Linked DNA regions of Mus musculus: all the other regions are linked to region 3. Evidence: chromatin contacts called from public HiChIP or PLAC-seq data. All regions are on one chromosome and are shown on one strand. Each heading gives the region's core, a stretch centred on a gene start, on an enhancer-like site or on the middle of the called end of the contact. The rest is flanking DNA. Distances are from core to core; before and after follow the strand shown.

Region 1 (3,347 bases), core at 173-2,672, 400 kb after region 3:
CACACACTTTAAAACTAATTATTGGAGTTGATTAAACATGGAGATTTTTTTAAAAAGCTGGTTCTAAGGTACCCCTCTCTACTACTCCCCCCCCCACCCAAGTTCAAGGCTAGCCCCTGCTACACAGGCTGTTTTATCAAAACAAAACTACAAGAAGCCTTCATTCTGTAGCACTTAAAGGTCACCACCTAACTTCCTCTCTAAGTTTGGTTGTAAACTCTAACTAAAAGCCCCTCCCCCTCTACCCAGTAGGGTTTAACTTCTAAATTAGCATTTGTTTACAATGCTTGAGTATTGCCTAAGCCCTAGTCCAGTGAACCTCTAGTCAATGAATAATGAATGACGTAAGGTATTATCTAGAAATCACATTTCAGAAAGTCATGTAGAAAAAAAGATTGCCACATGGCCACAAGTGAGAAGACAAAAGACATACACCCAACTTCAAGTTTGGTTTCCCAGCCTCTGAATGAGTCTGGATATAGATGGGGAGCGGCTGCTTCCTGAAAAACAGCGGAGCAACAAGTAGGAAGATTGAAGACCAGGATTCACACATTTCTAAACATGATCTGCAGCCAAATCAAACTCGCTGTGATAGGTTACAGGTAGACAGACAGATAAGTAGACAGCTCCGAGTATCTTCATGAAAGGTAGTATTTCATGAAGCAAGAAGTCTTTCCCGTTAGTGTACTTAATCTACACGATCTGATTAGCCCCAAGTCTAGTTGCACAGTTGGGAGCACCGAGTTTCCAAGACTAGCCCTAAGGTTAGTTAACACTCATCAACAAATGAGTGGCCTGGAATGAGGATCCTCTCATTTTCCCATAGAGCATTACTGCAGGAAAGTCAACAGATGACAATCTTTGCATCATGGAATCTGTTTGAATCATACAATTCCTACCTTAATGAATCCATTTCCTGAGACCTACTCTTGGATTAATTAATCCCAAACAAACCCCCATTTATTTTTTTACAGGAACAAATTTTATGCTTGCCTTACATAAACATTAGCTCTAACACATAATAGAAACCACACAGTTGGTGTTTCTAGAGGTTCAAGTTCTAGGTTCCCCCACCCCAGGTTTCATACAGTCTGCGCAGCTGGGGCTCTTCAGAGCCGGTGCTTGTCTTCAGCGGCTCTGACCGCTACACCCGTAAAAGGGAACCGAGGGTTCGCGCCCTTTCATAGGGACGGCGGCAGAAAAGGTGAGGACCGTCCCCCATTCCCACGCCACGGACACTCCTAGGCCCTCCAAGACCCTGCCCGGCCAGACTGCCGGGCATCAAGCTTTGCCGCCCGGCTCCCGGGCAGGGCGTCTCAGCCTCTGCGGTCCCAAGCCCGCCAGCCCTCGCGTCCCAGCCCCAGGCCGCCTCACCGCACTGGAGCGGACCACGCTCCAGTCCCGGCGCGTCAGTCTCCCTGCGGGTCAAAGCGCCGCCGCATCCGGATCCGGCTGCAGCTCCAGCCCCGCCCCCCGTGCGCCCCCACGCGCCGCAGCCGGAACCGCCAGGCCAAACGTGGCCGGACCAACGCCTCTGCCCTGCCCCGCCCTCACGCACCGCTGCGCACGCGGAGGCACGGCCACGCACACCACTCCTGGGCTCCGGAGGCGAGGCGGGGCGGGGCGGGGCGGGGCGTGGGGCAAAGACCAGGGGCAAAGCTTGCGTCATCAGTTTACCTTCCAGACTTGCCTTTCGCTCACTGCACGAGAGTACCACCGTCGCTCTCACACCTTATCTGAAAATAAAGCCATAGGAGTATAAGCAGCCTACCGCGATGACCGGTGTGGGTTCCTTTCATTCTCCGAGCCCTAAGGCTCCTACCCTGTCAGTCCCATCGTCCCCCTCCCTCACTTGCATGCAGTCCATTAACAGGACTGGTGATTACATCTCCTGATTGTCAAATGTCTGAGACAAGGCTGGGCTTCTGTCTTCTAGAAACTGAGCTGGAACCACTCACCCTTGAGCTCTCTTGAGCTTTCCACTGCAGCCCTTTGCTTCCTATGACACCCGGAACATTTCAGCTTACTCTGGGCAAGAAGTGGCTACGTTCTCCAGGCAGTGAAGAGTGGGGTAGAGGCCAGGGCCCTGAAAGCATCTTACAGTATACAGCAAATACTGTGCTTGTTCTGTAATCTCAGTCCTGGGAAGGTTCCTACCTCCAGTGTCTCTCTCTTAAGTGTCATTTAGTGTCATCTGACAAGTGAGGAAGCAGAGATTTGGAGATATACATACATACATACATACATTCACACACACACACACACAGCGAGTGTGTGTGTGTGTGTGTGTGTGTGTGTGTGTAGTACTTGGTGCATGCCTTTAATTCCAGCACTAGAGACCAGAGGCTTTGTGCATCTCTGTGAGTTCAAGACAGTTCTACACAATTAGATCAAATACAGCCCCGAATATGTAGAGAAATGCTGTCACTAGATAGATAGATAGATAGATAGATAGATAGATAGATAGATAGATAGGGGAGGAGGAAGAAATGTCTTGAATATACCAAGACGTATACCACTTCCATCTCTGAACTCATTAAAATATTTGTTTTTTTTAAAGATTTATTTATTATATGTAAGTACACTGTAGCTGTCCTCAGACACACCAGAAGAGGGAGTCAGTTCTTGTTACAGATGGTTGTGAGCCACCATGTGGTTGCTGGGATTTGAACTCTGGACCTTTGGAAGAGCAGTCGGGTGCTCTTACCCACTGAGCCATCCCGCCAGCCAAAATATTTGTTTTTTAATGTCTTACTACATTATTTTGCTTATTTTAAAACTTGCAGCATCAGAGAAATACAGAATAAAAAGTCATGTGTCCCCATGGCTTCGCCTGTAGAATTAACATTATGTTAACAGCTTGGTAGAAATGTCTTCGGATTATGTGAATTTCCTTTGCTGTGCTTCCATTTTACTTGTGGCTTTGAACATTTGTGACACAGCTTCCTAATCTTTGGTGGTATCTGGTACCTAATCTGACACTGTGACGGTCTAATAAAGCAATACAAATAAAACATTCAACATGTATCCTGGCCTGTAATATGTGCTTAAGATGCTAGTTTGTGTACATGTATGTGTGTGTAGAAGGAATAAACTACAGTATGGTGAAATGAGGAACATCTACCCAAATTCCAGTGCAACAAAACCTGTTAGTTAACTGCATGTCTTACTCAGAAATGGCAGCGTAATTACTCGATGCAATCTCATAGGGGCCCAGACCACCCTGTCACAAAAATACTATACTCTGAAATAAATCATATCTTTAATGAAAAGAGACTAGAAAATCACAGGTAGACCTTTACCGATTAACTCAGGCTGATGTTCCACTCACAATGACTGGCCAATTA
Region 2 (3,676 bases), core at 1,149-3,648, 300 kb after region 3:
GAAGCCGCCACAGCAAGTGGAATATTCTCACAAGACTCGAGATCTTACATCTCTACTAATATATTCAAAGCCCAAATGAGTATGAATTATACACTTTACAACTTTCTCCGTTTGGTACTGATGGACCAGTTCATTAAGAGAACATCCTAATCTTAAGCTTTTAAATGAGAATACCCACGGCACAGAGATGTAGCGACTAATATACCTAAAGCCCTGGGTTCTGCCCCCGTCACTACACAACCAGGTGGTAGAGACCTGTAATCTCTAGGGAACCCTCAGCGGCACAGCAAGCTGTGGCCAGCCTACACTGGACATGAGGCCATCTCAAAAACGAACAACAATAACAACAACAACACTTTTTAAACTACCAAATACTGCTGTAGACAGTTTTCATGACATAACAGGAAGTTTCCTTTAGTGTTTTAAAAAGGAGGGTAGGGTAATACCCCCAGGGATCAGTCCCTGGCTGCTCATCCAATCCAACTGGTCAGCCCTGAATGCATATTCATACAAGGCAGATTAAACAGGTCTACACTCTGTGTGTGTGTGTGAGAGAGAGAGAGAGACAGAGAGAGAGACTGACAGAGAGACAGACAGACAGAGAGACAGACAGACAGAGTGACAGAGACAGAGAGTATGTAACAGTGATAAAGAAGAGGAGACCATGAACTGGAGAGGAAACAGGACGAGGAACACCAGGGCAGAGGTTAAAAGAAAGAAAGGGAACGGGTAAAATGATCCAAATGTAGCCTAATTCCAGGTTTTTAGGTTTTTTAACTAAAAAAGAATCATAACTTTTAACTACTAGAGGGGAAGAGGGTTGTGATGCCCAACTCCTCCCTGAGGGATTACTGACAATTAATAGTTGTTCTAGAGGTCTACAGAATCTATATGGAGACAAGTTACCTAGAGAAGAAGCAGCTGTCCACACAGGCTCCATGAATGTCCAAACAGATATAACTATGATGGGCCAGTGACACGTGTTTACCTAAAGGGTGTCACTGATACAAAGTGAGTTTTTGACAATTACATTTTATTTTATATTATATTATATTACAAGATAATAAAAGTGGACTAATGCAGAAGGGGCTTAAAAGTCTTTTAAAAGACAATCATACTTGCAAAGTTATAAACTATTCTAAAAGATTATGCCTGCTTTTGTCTAAGTGTAGTGCTGGAATCTATGTAACCCAAGTATTTGAACAGAGCATCTTTTGAGTAAATCTTTGCATGATATGTACAGCGAGCACACAGGGTTGCTTATGATAGCCAAATACCATTATAAAATTAAAGCCAGCCACATAAAATAGAATGAGTATAGCCTACCTGTGTGAACTGGAGATCCTAGAAACTTACTGGATTAGGAGAAAAGCTTTGTCATTTCCACAAACATCCACAATATCTAATAATCTGGATATATCCCAAAGTTATCCCTATTAGAAAAATATACCATCCTTAAAATCATCAGACGTGAACTTGCTAAAGCAGAGCCTTGCTGTTCTGATGCTCAGGCAGGCACTCCCTCGCCTCCCAGCCAGACAGGAACTCCAGGTACACAGTCCCACTTCCAAAGTTCTCATCATGGATTACAGTCATTTGGGAGAATGAACAAACTCAACTGACTAGTTCCTGCCAAATCCTCAAATGTCTTATAAACCTTCAGACTCCATTCTGTTCTGAACACTAGCAATCATTTCTATCCATACACTGCCACTATAAAGGAGCCATAATGAAAACTTTAATTTGTTTCTTTGAAACATGGTTCCTCTGTGTAGCCCTGGCTGTCCTAGAACTCACTATGTAGACCAGGCTGGCCTCAAACTCACAGAGATCCTCCTGCCTCTGACTCCTAAATGCTGGGATTAAAGCGTACCACTATGCCCAGCAAAATGAACTTATAAATAATGTTCAAATCTATATTTACCAGAAAGCTTTTAAAAGTAAATCTGATAACAAACATTTTTTTAATTTCCTATTTTTTTTTCCTGTAAGGACTATATATAAACTTCAAAGCACATAAAAGCTGACTGGAATTTGGATCAAATTAAAACACTATGACAAAATTTCTTAATTTGTACAGTCTAAAAATGAGTGTGATACCAAAACACTCACCAACAAACCAGCAAGTGAAGTACAAATAGGAACATATTGAAAACCATACAGAAAAGAAGTCTTCCCCTGTCTGTCTGTCTGTCTGTCTGTCTGTCTGTCTTCCAGTCTCCTGGAAGCTGTGGGGATTGCATCACCACTGAGGTCCACATCTGTGTCGAGACAGCACTCAAGAGGAAAGAGACGGTGGATCAAGAGCAGCTGACCTAACAGCTGACCTCAGCACGATGCGCAAAACAGAACTTGCTTCACACACTGATTAAATTAGCTTCTTTCATCACCATAAGAAACAGGGAGGGGTGTTACAAATATTCTGGGGAAGTCATATCAAGCCCATTGAGCTATGAGGCAAGACTCAGTAGGAAGTATAAATACATTTATACCTTAAATTTACTTTTTAATTGACAATCAGATTGTTTGTGGTATGCAATAATATTTTGATATTTACTAGTTAATATGGAACAATAAACCCACAATAACAAATTCATAAGTTAACATAGCCTTTTGCAGTAGAATCTGCTGGGAAGAGTTGTGAACTGTATAACACATGACTACTTACTAGTCATCCTCCTGAGCACTGCAGCCTCCTCCAATGGGAACTCCGCTCTGGTCAAGATCTCCCACCTATCCCAGCTCTGTCCTCAGCCTCTCAAAAGCATCCTTTTACTCAACTTCCAATGCTACTGCTCTGTTACAATCAGCCTACATGGCCGCCTGGCTGTAGCTAACAATTAAGCCGATGTGTAATTAATTACCTTTAGTTTATGTGCTTCGTTTTTATCCCCAGCAAAAAAAGAATTCTCATCGAAGTGCAAAGGAAATGACCTGCATTTAAACAGAAAAGGCTCATGTTCATGAATTAGAAGCATCAAAAAACTTGCTAATATATTTTATTTGTCAGAGATAAATAATACAATTTTAGGAATAAAATTCAGTAACGCCAACACCAATGCAAATGAATATTTATCCTCAAATACAAATTCTAAGTGTATTAGAAGTGTGGCCTCAAACTTAAAAGACTGTGCAAATGAAAATAATGCTGGTATTAAGAACATAAAAAACAAAAATGTAGTACACAGTTCAAAGCAAATCCAAGCTATTCTAGAAGCTCTGGGCGGCCAGGCGATACATACCCACATTCCCAGCACTCTGGAGGCTGAGGCAAGAGAATGTGACCATCTCAAAAAACTAAAACTTCAATGAAATACAACTACATATGCATGATATAAAGATGGTTTTCTTCTCTAACCAAATAATGCAGTTTACTCTGGGCACCACCCCTCACCTATATGTTAATATCTATGTTATAATGTATAGCACCTACTTGATTTCATGAAGTATCTCCAGAAGTAACGCTTTGTTTTCTGCATCCTGAACTTTATTCCCAGTGAAGAGCTGAAAATCTGGACGCTCAAAAAATGGAAGCACTTTGGAGAGAGCCCTTAACTCTATCAGGTACAGGAAGTACAAGTTCCTCAGCCTTCGTGGGCCTTCTCCTTCAGTCAGAATCCCATCAAAGCGCTGCTGGAACTCTGTGACATTGTGACCCCATTTCTTTTCCAGCCAA
Region 3 (3,705 bases), core at 1,063-3,562:
TCCTTTCATGTTTATCTTTGCCTGCCTTTGAAAAATGACCTATGGTAAGTAGCTTCCCTTCCAAAGCCCCTGAGTTACAGATCCATAAAGGAAAATATGAATTTTATATTTCAAGTAATATGTATTAGTCAGAGATCCTCAAAGAAATAGGACCAATTGTATATGTCTTTCTCTTTATGTGTGTTCTGTATACAAAGTCATATGATACACAATGTTTTTGTCAATAGTGTACGTCACACTCAAATAACAAAACTGCCTAGCAACAGCTTTCTCAGTCTGTATTCCAGCCCTTGATTTACATGTGGCTCTCTATGTGTGTCTACTTGTAAAGCCAGTGTTATGTTTGGAAGAAGTCTCAAGACTGAAGAGCTAAAAGTTGAGATTCTAGTCAGCCTGAAAGCCTGAGAATCAGGAATGTCAATGGCGGATCAATGCCCCAAATGAAGCTGGGTATCAACCTTCACCTATATTCCTAGTGCTATTCACTCAGCAACAGACCAGATGGGGCCCACCCACAATGGAGCTGTTATGTGCCTTAGTCAGTCCAGCAATGTGGATGCTAAGTTCTTTAGAACACCTCCCAGATATAGTCAGACATACTGTTTAGTCAGCTCCTGGGCATCCCATGCCTGACCAAGTTGACACACAATTACTAATCACATGGTGTTCCCCAAACACAATGGCTTCATGAACAGGAACTGAAAATTAGCAAAGCTGTATGTCCCAATTCTAAAACTGAGGGTGTTAATATATTTTTCTATTAAGAAATCCTAGACTCTGGATAAACTGAACTTGTACTGGGATGCTGACACTACAATTAGAAATGGGAAGAAGCCACTTTCAAACTACAGAAGATAATTCAATTTACTGAACCGACCTGATGGTCTGAGTAGGTAGAGATGGCAAACTAAGCATCCAGTGAGACTGCTGAAACATGGAACACAGTAGGACTGCTAGCTCTCTCTGTGCAACTACTGGAAACAAACACACAAACAAACAAAAATGCTAATTTGAATATGTTGCAAATGAAATCACGAAGCCCAGAAAAGTAATTACTAAGATATGAACTCCTAAGAATTATACAACTAGCTCTGGTCTTTTTCTTGTGACATATTCACCTTTAAGTAGGGATCACTCACGGAGCCCCAAAGCCACCTGTCCTGTAGACAAACTTCCCTGCACCAGGGAATTCCTTGCTTAAACCCATGTCTGGGGCTTCATAGTGGCTTCTTCCCCCAGGATCCCCAAGACTGTCTCACATGCAGGGAGTGCATACCCTAGGGTCTGAGGGGTTGTTGAGGAAGGGGTATGGACAGAGCTTAGTAATCAGAAACTAGATTGTCCACACACCTCTGTGAGAATCTTCTCACAGTGTGCTACTAAGTTGGGGTAGAGACTAGCAGAAAAAGGCAGAGGGTATAGGGATGAGATCTCGAATTTTCTCTGGTATCCATTAAAGTCAGCAGAGTCATGTCACTCATGTAGTGAAAAGGTAGAGACAATTATATAGAAATAGAGCCACAAGGGGCTTTTGTTATAAGGTGACCATGGAAACAGAAAGGGTATAAAAGCCTTTGGAAAGTAAACACAGTGGAAACAGCATCAGAGTCTTGCCTGTTCTGCTCATTCCCCAACCATGTGGGAGGAGATGGCACAAGATGGACATGGGAGAGTCCACTTTGGGTGGCTGTGTGGAGGACGCTACTGGCCTGCAGTTTACAGCCTGAAAGGAAACTAGAGGAGTTTGACACCCACTGCATCCATGCCCTACAAACTTAGCAATGGAGTGGATAGCTTCAGCTGTGGGAAATGAGCCTGTAGGCCTCCCAAATGGATTCTGCTTCCCGTATTTTGCTAGAAAACCCCTCCAGTCCCCAGGCCAGAAGCATGGTGAGCTAAGTCATGAGAAGCAAGGTGTACTCCATAAATAATCTTTCCATTGCTCTTTCTTTTTACTCCTGGGCAAACCTTTCTTTCTCAGCACACTCTCTTTCTCTGCATGAAATACACTTTTTCTAGTAGTATACCCTTGCCTACGTTGTCTGTCAGGCTGGACTGAGAAAACCAGAAACACTGCTGCATTTTTAACTACTCTGTAACTATGGCAACAAATGATAAATAACTATTTATGCCAGCTTCATTGTGAAACTGGCCAATTACCAAAACACTCCGGGAATAAATCCTTCGAATGGTTAACTGACTGTGGAGAGACGAATGTGAACAATGTATTAACAGATTCTTCAAGATTGAGCCTCAATAGAGAACACTTAAGTGCCATTTGTTTTCCATCTGGGGCCACAAACATGACTCTAGAGGATTACAAGAACAGTTCCTGTTTTGTTTTGTTAGGATTGCTTAAGCAAGTCGTTGTTATAGGAAGGCAAAGGCCACTCTGTGGTGTGCACGGTTCCATTTCTTGGATGGATAGGTTTGCTTTTCAGTTCCTTCCAGTTTTTGTCCCACCTTTGTTGGGTATCTTTCTGGATGTTTTGTGTTTTGTTTTGTTTTAAAGGAAAACAACAACCTCTCTCATATTCTTACTTCAAGTTGTCTTGATGTTTTTGTGCCTCCTCCACACCTCACAGGGCTGGACTCTCTTAACCTCAGTTTGGTGAGTTCCTGTTACCCCAGTCTTATTAAACTGTGCTGGTTCCCAGCCTTCTGCTAGGGCTAAAGGCTTCAGAGCTGAAGTCAGAGGCACTGCAACTTCCAACCCATAGGAAGGAAGACCTTATGGGCCAGCTCAGGGTGAGCGCTGGGAACGCCCCCAGGTCCCTTCTAGAGCCCTGTCAGTGTGTGTCTGCCCTGCCTGGCCCCACGGCAGCAGCTCGCAAGCAATCTAAATTGCTTTCCTGGATTCCACTACTGGACTTGCCCCCTGAAGGCGCTGGAGGGAGCAGCTGCTCTGGCAAGCACCCCCTGCTAGGGCAGGTGAGGCACAGAAGCACCGAGAGCGACCGGATATTGTAGTGAAGAGGCCACTGTACGTACAGGCAGGAGACCCAAACAAGTCTGTCCTTGGTGCGAGTTGGGGGCCGGAAGGGAGCTCTGGATTTCGGTCCCTCCCCTTTTCCCTGCTCTGTCTTGGAGCCCTGGGGCCATCAGACCCTCCGACTGTCTGGTACTTGCCTGGAAGAGATATCATCTCTCCTCCACACCCTCCACCATGGACAATTTTCTTAATGACTCCAAGCTAATGGAGGACTGCAAGAGTCGTCAGTGGCTCCTTTCGGGGGAAAGCCCAGCCATCAGCTCGGTGATGTTCTCGGCCGGGGTTCTGGGGAATCTCATCGCACTGGCACTGTTGGCGCGCCGCTGGCGTGGGGACACCGGGTGTAGCGCCGGCAGCAGGACCTCTATCTCCTTGTTTCACGTGCTGGTAACGGAATTGGTGCTCACTGACCTGCTGGGAACCTGCCTCATCAGCCCGGTGGTGCTGGCTTCATATTCAAGAAACCAGACCCTGGTGGCCCTGGCTCCCGAAAGTCACGCGTGTACCTATTTCGCTTTCACTATGACCTTCTTTAGTCTGGCCACGATGCTCATGCTCTTCGCTATGGCCCTGGAACGCTACCTCTCCATCGGGTACCCTTACTTCTACAGGCGCCACTTATCGCGCCGCGGGGGTCTGGCGGTGCTGCCTGTCATCTATGGGGCCTCCTTGCTCTTCTGTTCCCTGCCGCTGCTCAACTACGGGGAGTACGT

Evidence for each region. HiChIP or PLAC-seq counts read pairs in DNA pulled down with a chosen protein or histone mark.
Region 1: an H3K27ac HiChIP or PLAC-seq map of thymic regulatory T cells shows a contact between it and region 3, with 8 times the contacts expected there. The contact joins the promoter of Gnpnat1 here to the promoter of Ptger2 in region 3. A contact is called at or near these places in 1 of 39 promoter capture datasets (pre-B cells) and 3 of 115 datasets of contacts at active chromatin or transcription factors (bone marrow-derived macrophages, memory CD8 T cells and thymic regulatory T cells).
Region 2: a contact with region 3 is called in an H3K4me3 HiChIP or PLAC-seq map of bone marrow-derived macrophages, with 2.5 times the contacts expected there. The contact joins the enhancer-like site here to the promoter of Ptger2 in region 3. A contact is called at or near these places in 5 of 39 promoter capture datasets (the C10 cell line, cranial neural crest, maxillary cranial neural crest and 1 more), 1 of 15 datasets of contacts at CTCF or cohesin (large pre-B cells), 1 of 484 Hi-C or Micro-C datasets (embryonic fibroblasts), 1 of 115 datasets of contacts at active chromatin or transcription factors (bone marrow-derived macrophages) and 1 of 9 other capture datasets (embryonic stem cells).

Annotation. Positions count from the first base shown.
Region 1 is chr14:45,387,374-45,390,720 of GRCm38.p6, forward strand. It overlaps Gnpnat1 (glucosamine-phosphate N-acetyltransferase 1), which reads right to left and starts at 1,423. Exons shown (of 6, transcript NM_019425.2): 1 at 1,375-1,423.
Region 2 is chr14:45,289,498-45,293,173 of GRCm38.p6, forward strand. Ero1a (endoplasmic reticulum oxidoreductase 1 alpha) reads right to left here. Exons shown (of 16, transcript NM_015774.3): 12 at 3,434-3,676; 13 at 2,865-2,934. Among named protein-coding and RNA genes, the nearest start is that of Ero1a, 27 kb to the right of the region's middle. Within about 2 kb of position 2,399, at least 8 of the 459 cell types and tissues checked have an H3K27ac peak or open chromatin away from gene starts, as enhancers often do. A contact at or near this core is called in bone marrow-derived macrophages, where this site is marked.
Region 3 is chr14:44,985,799-44,989,503 of GRCm38.p6, forward strand. Ptger2 (prostaglandin E receptor 2 (subtype EP2)) reads left to right here and starts at 2,313. Exons shown (of 2, transcript NM_008964.4): 1 at 2,313-3,705. The coding sequence starts at 3,167.